3 separate regions of the Mus musculus genome follow, and regions 1 and 3 are each linked to region 2. The links are chromatin contacts, called in public Hi-C maps. All regions are on one chromosome and are shown on one strand. The core of a region is the stretch at or near the end of the contact, and the rest is flanking DNA. Distances in the headings are between cores, read along the strand shown. Region 1 has its middle 2.9 kb from the start of Gm40930. Region 2 has its middle 3.4 kb from the start of Gm33958. Region 3 has its middle 61 kb from the start of Gm29676.

Region 1 (3,496 bases), core at 532-3,031, 98 kb after region 2:
GCAGTTCCGATGTTTAAGTGAAGTATGTTGGATCTTGGCACCCAATCATATCCTCACCCCCAACCCCAACCCTAACCCTAACCCTAACCCCACTCCCACCTCCCTTCTCTTCCCATTTTTTTCTCAGTGCTGAGGAGCGATCGAATCTGCGCCTTTCTTTCAGCACGCTATGCCAAGGGCTCTAGCACTGAGCTAAAATGTCATCAAAACCACTCTGAAAGGGTAAAGCTGGAGACAAGAGTGGAAGCACTGACAACCAGAACCAGGATTTCCACGGAGGAGACTGGTCTTCCTGAGACTCAGGGACAGTCTCTCAGCCGATAGACTCATTCCCCATCTTGGCTATGGTCATGGCGGTTACACACTCATGACTATTTGTCCAAACAGCCAGCCATTGTCTTCAAAAGTACAGATCCTTCTGGATGCAAATGATCACAAGGCCTATAGACTTATGAAAACTCAGCAGGAACCACCTGGATGGGAGTCATATCTATGGAGTATGGATAATTTGAACAACCAAATAAATAAAGGGAGTTACCGATTATAAACCATTGAAGGAAAGGTAACCCCTAACTCTCTACTGACAGAAATAAACAAATGAGACAAGAAGGTTCATGCTGACAAGAAGATGACCATACATGTGAATAATAAAGTCAGAAAACAAGCACATGATTTTCACTGTGGTAATAACTCGAGAGCCACCTAAAGACGCAAAAACAGACGGATAGAAGTTTGTAGGAAACTGCAGAGCTTGCCGTATGACTTTACACGATAACCACTCATTATACAAACATGTTCATTTTGGTGGCCGAGGATGGAGCCCAGGGCCACACGAATTCTGAGCAAGCAAAGCACCGTTGAAAACCCCAAGCCAGGCGTGGTGGTGGTGCATGCCTTTAATCCCAGCACTCGGGAGGCAGAGGCAGGCGGATTTTAGAGTTTGAGGCCAGCCTGGTCTACAAAGTGAGTTCCAGGACAGCCAGGGCTATACAGAGAAACCTGCCTCAAAAAAAAAAAAAAAAAAAAAAAAAAAAAAAAAAAAAAAAAAAAAAAAAAAAAAAAAAGAAAGAAAGAAAGAAAGAAAAGAAAAAGAAAAAAGAAAACCCCAGCTTCACAAACGAGAAATTTGGCAGACAGATACAAGAGCATCATTAAAATTAAGAACCAATAACGAGAGAAACTGATATCGTAAGTGTCCAGTATAGAAATCAGAGAAACAGGTTTGCTGTAAAATGCGTGCTTGTCATGCATAAGGCATTAAGTGCAGGGCTAGAGAGATGACTCAGTGGTTAAGAGCACTGACTGCTCTTCCAGAGGTCCTGAGTTCAAATCCCAGCAACCACGTGGTGGCTCACAACCATCTGTAATGGGATCTGATGCCCTCTTCTTGTGTGGCAGGTACAGTGTACTTAAATAATTAAATCTTTTTTAAAAAAGAAAAAAGAGGCACTAGGTGCAATTCCTAGCACCACAATGAATTATTACATTCATGTATGTGTGTATATATACATGAATATTACATTCATGTATGTGTGTATATATACACATACATGGTTCTGGCAAAAAGAACCAGAAAGCACATGCAGTGTGTGACAGATGGTAAGACGTGCCAAATAAGTCTATCCACAATAACATCCATGCCTCACCTGCAAAATTAAAATCAGGCTCTGCTTCCTTCCCACGCTAACATTTTAATTTCATTTTATTTATCTTTAGGCTTGGGAGGCATGCCAAGGTGCATATGTGAAGGTCAAAGGGCACAGTTCTCTCCTTCCACTGTGTGTGTAGAGCCTTCTACCCACTGGGCCATCTCACACTCCTGAGCTCTATCGTTCTTAACACCTGCGCTCGCCTTGAGACAGCCTGTGAGTGTTGGATGAGCCTGCTCCAGCAGGAGAAGTTGCCCCTATACATCTAAATGGCAAGCCAAGGCACACTCCCCTCCCCAGCTGGAGTCTGGCCTTGCCTTGATACCAAGCAGCTGTTGCCTGGCACAACAATGCTGGAGGCTCCAGTCAGGAAGTGGGAGCTGCCACATCCTCTGTTCAGCCTATTATCAGAGCTTAGCAGTTGGGCTCTCCTGTCAGAGTTTGGGTGGTACTGTGGCCTCTGTATTGTCTGCCTCTGGGTATCAATTGAGGAGGTCTGTTGACTCTTGGCCAGAAACCCTTAAGACAGTCACTTTGAATACCCCTGGAGGGTGGTAATGGTAACCTTGTATTAGTGCCTGCCATGCCCTTAGGGGGCCTGGCTGCACATCGGGATGAAGTCAGCAAGATGATGTCAGAGTGCTAAAAATACTCCGAAGGGGAGGTTTCTGGGATTAGTTGGAAGTGAGCTAGATGCTCATGTCACTCAATCTCTCTCTCTCTCTCTCTCTCTCTCTCTCTCTCTCTCTCTCTCTCTCTCTCTCTCTCTCTCTCTCTTTCTCACACACACACACACACACACAGAGCCAAAGACCCAGCAGTTCAAGGGTGGCCGTGAAATGTGACAGCTGTTGTGTGGCAGAAAAAATTAGGTGTGGGAGGGAATATAGAAAGATCTGATCGTTGGGTAGGTGACATTTTAGGACCGACCGTCCCTACTCAGAGACAGGATGCTAAGGAATTTTGTCCCCAACCCATAATTTGCAGAGGGAGCCCTCCACCCTAATGAAACAGGGATTAGCAGTCAACAAAGATTAAAGAAGAGAACTCCCTGGACCCCACCAGCTAGGGGAAGAGGAGCAGGTGGCAAGGCAGGAGGAAAGGTTTAGTAGCTTCAGAGTCCCTTGATCCTAATCTTTCCACGTGTGGGTTTGTAATCAGAGGCCCCCAAACAGTAATCAGCTCCCGGCTTCTCTTCCCACACAGACTCGGTACACAGGAAGAAACAGGAAGTAGGAAGAAGCGTTTACCTTTGGGGTTTTTATGTTTGTTTGTTTGTTTGTTTTTCTTTTCATCCTCTGCTCTACCTAAGTCTATTTGTGTTCCTAGCCCATTGTCTAATGGGCGCTTGGCCAATCTTTCTCCTCTAGCCCCCTCTCCTCCCCACCGGGATCACAAGGACAGAAGGATGCTAGCCTACAATGTATTCTCTACATCACACAGAAGGAGTAAAGTCCGTTTGGCAAGCCACCAAGCTTGGCTCTCTGGGAGCTTCTGGAGAAAGAGATACAAATGTGCCTTTTCCAGGGCAGTGTTTGTAGACTTTGTATCCAATTCTCTTCTCAGACAGCTCTACAGAGCTGCCGGACACAAAACGGAAACTCGGGTCCTGAGGTTTGCCAGCCTCCCCTCACCAACCATAGTGCTGGAGAAAGGTGAGGGCCTAGCCTTCTGTGCTTCCCGTGCCTTCCATGCCTTCCCCAGTAGACGAGATTATCAACCGGGTCTGATCCCTACTATCGTGGTCACAGGGATGGCTTCTGACATACGTCCACAGTCATGGCCTACGAGGATGGCCTGCAGACATCACACTCGCACGGCCCCACCGCTGGCCATTCCCCATCCAA
Region 2 (3,220 bases), core at 493-2,992:
GGAAACCTCAAGGGACCCCTTAAAGAAGAAGAGGCATTTAAAAAGAAACCTTTTAGAACACACCATGAGAGGCTTAGCACGTGCCCAGTTGGCCAATCTAGACAACCAACCTTCTTCCAATACCCAATTGCGGTCATATCAGATGTTTATCTGTGAATCTGTGGACAACACATCCTGGAAGACCAATAGAGAGATCACCTTGCTCTCTTCTTCCCATCAGATGATTTTCTTAAGGCCCTGGCTCCCCTGAGAAGCCAAACCACCCTTTCTAAGCCATCATCACGTCAGTCTACCCTGGATCCAGTGAAACCATTTCTATGTGGCACGCACTGGAATGTTCAGGTTAAGTTTAAGTCTTCCTGCCTGCCAAAAAACAAACAACAACAACAAAAAAATCAAGGTTCTATGGTTATAGCTTAAACAAAAGAACTTTCATGATCAACCTGGTCTCCCACATGACCTGCCTGTGAATAAATCTATCCTATAGTCTCATTTTATTATTTGTCTAGAGAATGGATTGAATAAACAATGTCCATGAAACAATTCAGAAAATTGTCTGTAAGACCTCAACCTGAAGTAAATGGTTCTAGTCAGGATGGTGAGGAATTCTGGACATTAAAAGAAACAAGCTCCAGTCATCCCCTTGAAGTGGGTACCAGACAAACATATTACCTTGGCAACTAATAAACTCCCTCGAGTTCCAAAACAGCGTGGCTACCAGACCAGCCTAGGGTGGGAAGAAGTAAGGGATTCACAAGCTCCTATCCCTCTAAGAGCCTGTCTTTCAGTTCCAGCCACGAGCTACAGAACGTTTGGTTCAGTGGGAAAAGCATATATGTTGGTGGGTCCCATATATTCCATCATCCAGCCACATCGTAGCGAGTGTAAATGCATAGCATGTTGATAACAGTACATAACCTAACAGCACTCTTCCCAGAATGCCCCACCACCACTACCACCACCCCTCCACCTTCATTGCATGGTTGATTCTTGATTTCAGAGGTAGCTCTGCGCTGTAAAGCCAGCTACATCATAAAATTAGCAGCTACCAAGTCATCAATTGAAGAGAAAATGCAGGGTTGGGTTTCTGTGAGCCTCTGATTATAACATCTTTTTGCCAATCGATACAAAAATCTCAGTTTGTATGTTTAAAGCTAGCTTTATGAAGAGATAGTGACCCATCGTCAATGTTGACCTCTCAGCTTTAATACCTTGGAAGCCTTTGCCTGAAGAAAGCATCAACACACCAACTCTCTCTTTTAGATACACTATAGCCTTCTTGTGCCCAGAATCCCATGACAGCAATATCAGCCCCGTGACTGGAACATTTTTTAAACAGGAAACACACACATGGACACACCACATACACACACACACACACAGAGAGAGAGAGAGAGAGAGAGAGAGAGAGAGAGAGAGAAAATAAAAGGACATGGCACTAAATAGATTAAAAAGGAACTCCCATTTTTGGGAGGAGAATTAAGAGTGTCACTTTGTTCCGCTTAAGCTGAGAACATGCTTGTCTGGTAGCTCAAATTGTCCTGAGCTCTGTGAGTGTCCACACACGAATGCGAAGGCAATGGCAGTGTTGATCCACGGTTGTAAATAAAAACTAGAAAAAAGCAAATCCATAAAGATACACTCTGCAAATGTAGGTGTGGATGTAGGCCGAGGGGCCATTCTCTCCTGTAATATAGTCGTTCTTTAAAGAATCCAGATCGAGCTGAGTGCGATGCTACGCCCTCGTCACCCCGGCCCTCCAGAGGTCATCCTTAGCTACATAATGTGTTTGAAGTCAGCCTGAGCTACATGAGAGCTTGTTGAAGAAAGGAGAAGAAGAGGAGGCGGCGGAAGAGGAGGAAGAGGAGGAGAGAAGGAAAGAAAGGAAAAGGGGAAAGGAAAAGAAAGAAAAGAATCCAAAACAAATACTCAAATCCTTTGTCAGTTATTAAGCCCAATGTCTTGGAAGTCACCGACACTACTTTCGTTTTTGAGATGTTGTTCAGTGTGTGTGTGTGTGTGTGTGTGTGTGTGTGTGTGTGTGTGGTCGCCCAGATTGGGTTGGAGGACAACTTAGTAGGATCAGTTCTCTCCTTCCACCTTTACATGGATCTGGGCATCTAACTCAGGCTGCCAGGCTCCACAGGAACTGCCTGTACGCACTGAGCCACCCCGCCAATCCGAGATGTTAGCGTACTTGAAGAGCTAAAATTAAATAGGGAATTGCCTAACAAGGTGATTGAAACTACAGAATACTTAACTCTGCTTGTATCCAACACCTTAAAGTGTCAGATACAGTAAGTGTGGCAGCATGGGTGGCAGCTGTAAGGCTGTCACGGGTAGTGTTTACACAGGGAAAGCACAACGTTCTCAGTTCTGTGAGGCCATCATCTTCCTGGCTCTTCACAGAAATGGGAAGAGGGCATGGAGTAACTCACTTTTAGTTTCTATTAACTTACATTAAAACGCATATGTGGGGGTGGCTAAGCAGAGCTCTAAACTCACACCCTTCCTCAAGCCCTACTCTATGGTTCTATAGGTCACAGCCTGAAAGGGCGTCTGTCTTAGGAAATGGACAAATGTGGGCAGACTTGACATTTGCTTTTGTGGATTCTCTTTGGCCAGAAAGCCAGGGCTTTCTCTTCTCTAGTATTCTCCTAACATTCTTCAAAACTGTATAGGGAGGCACAGAGAGGACTGGCCACCAACCTGAAAGGCGGAGCTATAGGACATTTTAAATTTGAGGAAAACACGTGGATATCAGCGTCATCCATCTTGCCTTGAACCCCGGCAGGCTCGGCAACTATCCCAAGGCTCATTCGGCATCACTGGTTTCCAGCTTTCAACAACCCCCTGGATGTGCGGTATCGCTAGTTTGCAGCGTTGTCCTCAGGTGCTGCTACGTTCCTTTCCATGATGTCATAGCTCTGCAAAGCCAGGTTTTCAACAGCTGTGGTGAGATGAAAACTGCCTCAGAACGACGTGAGCAGCTGATAGGGGAGGGGTAGCCAACAGGATTCCAGTTTTCATAAAGAATGGCTTCTACGCCTTTCTGTCATGACCTCAGAAGTGTGTCTTCCAATCTTTCTAACCCCAGAGACCAGCAACTTGCTTTATGAGATTGCTAGACTCACTGAACCTGACAAGAACTAAGTGAACTCTATCTGGCCAAACCTGCCTGAGTCAGAAATATGAAAAATCTTTTTTGAATCATGTGCCC
Region 3 (3,551 bases), core at 141-2,640, 82 kb before region 2:
CTTATCGGATTGAAGCTGCTGTCCTTTGCCACTTGCTCTGGACACCAGGATATTCTGCCCAATCACATGGGACCAAAACTTCTGAAACCAACAGTCATAACACATCTTTTCCACCTTTATGCTGTTCTTTAGGTGTTTTTTTTTTCCTTACAACAATGAGAAAAGAAGCTAAAAACAGGAAGTATGGCATCTTTCAAAAGGCTACTTTCAACCCTCCTCGCTCTGCATGCAACAGTTAGCATTGCAGTAGTGAATATCACAAGCTACGAGGCTTAATGTTTAAAAAAAATATATTCCTCATAGCTTTGGAATCCAGTCCAAGATCAAGGAATTGACAAGGCATCCCTGGAATCTCTCCTTGGTTTGTATATGACAATCTTTCCCCCAAATCATCAAGTTATCTTCTTTTGACACAGGTCTATGCCCTAATCTCTTTCTATATGGATACTAGACTGACTTAGGGATGGATCACCCATATGCCCTCATTTTAAGCAGTGTCGCCTTCTGAGGTGCCAGAAGTTAGCACTCCAACAAAGAGTTTTTAAAGGGATGTAACTTACCCCTCCCACTCCTTGGAGGGACTTGGTACTCAACTGAATAAACTCAGCTTCATTTCAGCTATAACAGACTCAGTCTGAGGCCTGGATTCATAAAGGAATAGAGCCGAATGCTCATCTGATGTCTGACTTGTTGTGGTTTATGCAGAACAACGCCAGCAGAAGCGGGGAGGACAGTGATGTCACTAAAAAGCATTCTCTTAGAAGGAGACCAGCTTCTGTGATCCCAGGGGGCATTAGAACCATGATATCCTTCTCTAGAAAAGAAATTATTGGATTTTTTTAATTTACATTTCAAATGTTATCCCCTTTCCCAGTTTCCCCTCCCTTCCTGTAAACCCCCTCTCCCATCCTCCCTCCCTCTGCTTCTATGGGGGTGTTTCTCCACTCACCCACCCACTCCCACCTCCCTGCCCTCCATTCCCCTATACTGGGGCATCTATCCAGCCTTCATAGGACCAGGGACCTCTCCTCCCCTTGATGCCTGACAAGGCCATCGTCTGCTACATTTGCAGCTGGAGCCATACGTACTCCCTGGTTGATGGCTAAATGCGGCAGGATGGTGTGAGCACTTTCTGACTGCACTCCTTCACCCCACCTCCCCTGGGACCTTCATTAAGGTTCTTCTCAAAAGGGATTTCCCTCTCACATCTACAAACATCAGAAAGGAGTGGAATGAGTCGCCAAATGATCAGAACGAACGTTTTCTCATGGCACTTTCTCCTGAGCAAAAACATGACTTCTTACGTGAGCAAAACGAAAGAAAAGTGATAGCAGATGACTAACCAGGGTGACAGGAAGATGTATGGGTGTTCGGGACATCGGGAGCTTTTGAAGCACGCAAGGCCGGTGCTGAAATGAGAGTGGGTGAGCAACCGCCCTCGCAAATGGAGCACAGGAAGAACTATGAATAAGACGCATACACACACACCAAAAAGACGTGTGTAATTTGCAGTGTGTAGCAGTGGGCTGACCATGATGGTTCTAAATACCCTCTGACACATTTTTACAGAGGAACCGGGTGGCTTTATTCTAGATGACAATCCCTTGCTAATTACCCTTCATGCTGACTGATAGTGGCACTGTGAGTCACCAGGGTTCTCCCGTGGAGCCCTGTTTACTCATGGGCCATGTGTTGGCTGTGATTGGGACGTGAGTGAATCCAGAAGCCCTTGATTACAGACCTCCATGTGGGGGATGAGGGTCCGGGTGACATCATGGGTCATGGACTGAATTGCACCCCCACCCCCCACCCCCAAACAAAAGCTGCATTGAAGTCTTAAGCCCCAGTTCCTACAAATGTGACTCAATTAGAAAGGAAGCCATTGCACATGTAATCGGTTAAGATAAGGCTCTATTTGATCAGGGAAGAGCCAACATCCGATATGACTGGAAAAAAGCAGAGAGAGAGAGAGAGAAGGACACCAGGAAGAGAACCATGGAGATAGACATTGGAAAGATGCATCTACAACCCAAGGAATGCCAGTGCATCCATTACTTTAGCTAACAAAAGGAGCCTATGGGAGAAAGGATTTATTTTGACTTATGGTTTTAGAAGATACAGCTGGTTCATAATGCTGGAGCCATGGATGGAAGGGGGAACGTGGGAGACAACTGATCGGCATGGCCTCTCCAGTCAGGGGGCAGAGAAACGTAAATGCTGGTCCTCAAATTGCTTCCTCCTTCTTCATCTTATATTCAGTCTGGCATACACATATACTTACACACGCATGTGCATGCACACACACACACACACACACACACACACACACACACATGCATGCACCAGCCCTTCAGGGTAGGTCTTCCCTGATCAGTTAATAATCTTTGGAAATAACCTCATAGACAACAACAAGGGTGTGCCTCTCTTATGCTGTGGACACTCTTAAATCTAATCAAGTTGTCAATAAAGAACTGGCCATCACAATCTGAAAACACCAAAGTCTGGGGAAAGGCAAAGGATTCTCTCCCTTTGCTTCAAGAGGTCAAGCCTTTGGAAGTCGGGGAGAAGAAGCGTTGCTCCTCCAGCCTACTGTACTTTGCAAAAGCAAGTACCCATACTGTGGTTCCCAGTCACAAACAAGCTTTGAACCCCATGGTCCTCTGCTCCACAGCTTCTAAACTGATAACTCTTCATAATAGTCCCCTCTTGAGCACAGTTCCAATATTTCAAAAACATGCAGACTTTTACTTTTCTTCTTTCCCTCTCCTCCACATTAGACACAAAGATGCCACAAGTTGAAGATGCCAGAGATTGTCCATTTTCCCCTCTCTGAGGTCTTAGCACTGGTGGCTGTGACCTGGACACAGCTCCAGACCTTCATCTTTTGCTGGGACTTGAACTCAAGTGATTTTAGACTCGATAACTAGAATTCCATTGTCACCAATGTTTTAGATTCCAAGGCAATGACCAAGAACGGGAACAGCACTGGAGAGATGGCTCAGTAGTTAAGGGCACTGGCTGCTCCTCCAGAGAACTTGGGTTTGATTCCCAGCACCCACAAGATGGCTCACACCATCTTTAGCTCCAGTATCAGGGGATACAATGCCTTCTTCTGACCTCTGGGAGCACCAAGCATGCATGTGATACACAGACATCCATGCAGTAAAACATCATAGTAAAAACATTTTTTAAAAACCTGAAAGAGGTGGAAACATACTTTCGCTTCTTCCTTGTGCTATTCTAGGATCTTGTTATAAAAAAATGAAATGGAAAATGTTTCTTGAATAAATAATTTTGCAGAAAGTAAAAGAAAGACTGTCAGGGGCTGGAATGATGGTTCGGTGGTAAAGAGCATCGACTGCTCTTCCAAAGATCCTGAGGTCAAATCCCAGCAACTGCATGGTGGCTCACAACCATCTGTAACAAGACCTGGTTTCTTTTTCTGTAATGTCTGAAGACAGCTATCGTGTACTTACATATAATAAATAAATAAATCTTAAAAAAAAAGAAAGACTGTCAGATAAGACTATAATCCATTAAAGCTGTCAGTC

Evidence for each region. Hi-C and Micro-C count contacts between places; a contact is called where the count stands out from the background.
Region 1: a contact with region 2 is called in a Hi-C map of the N1E-115 cell line, with 6 times the contacts expected there. The contact joins two enhancer-like sites. A contact is called at or near these places in 8 of 484 Hi-C or Micro-C datasets (the HPC-7 cell line, the N1E-115 cell line, cerebellum and 4 more), 4 of 115 datasets of contacts at active chromatin or transcription factors (CD8 T cells, the HPC-7 cell line, bone marrow-derived dendritic cells and 1 more) and 1 of 9 other capture datasets (macrophages).
Region 3: a Hi-C map of the N1E-115 cell line shows a contact between it and region 2, with 1.7 times the contacts expected there. The contact joins two enhancer-like sites. A contact is called at or near these places in 7 of 484 Hi-C or Micro-C datasets (ECoMG-derived neutrophils, the N1E-115 cell line, Th1 cells and 4 more) and 1 of 115 datasets of contacts at active chromatin or transcription factors (CD8 T cells).

Annotation. Positions count from the first base shown.
Region 1 is chr13:44,499,975-44,503,470 of GRCm38.p6, forward strand. No RefSeq gene overlaps it. Among named protein-coding and RNA genes, the nearest start is that of Gm40930, 2.9 kb to the right of the region's middle. Within about 2 kb of position 1,782, at least 27 of the 459 cell types and tissues checked have an H3K27ac peak or open chromatin away from gene starts, as enhancers often do. A contact at or near this core is called in the N1E-115 cell line, where this site is marked.
Region 2 is chr13:44,401,904-44,405,123 of GRCm38.p6, forward strand. No RefSeq gene overlaps it. Among named protein-coding and RNA genes, the nearest start is that of Gm33958, 3.4 kb to the left of the region's middle. Within about 2 kb of position 1,743, at least 11 of the 459 cell types and tissues checked have an H3K27ac peak or open chromatin away from gene starts, as enhancers often do. A contact at or near this core is called in the N1E-115 cell line, where this site is marked.
Region 3 is chr13:44,319,846-44,323,396 of GRCm38.p6, forward strand. No RefSeq gene overlaps it. Among named protein-coding and RNA genes, the nearest start is that of Gm29676, 61 kb to the left of the region's middle. Within about 2 kb of position 1,391, at least 27 of the 459 cell types and tissues checked have an H3K27ac peak or open chromatin away from gene starts, as enhancers often do. A contact at or near this core is called in the N1E-115 cell line, where this site is marked.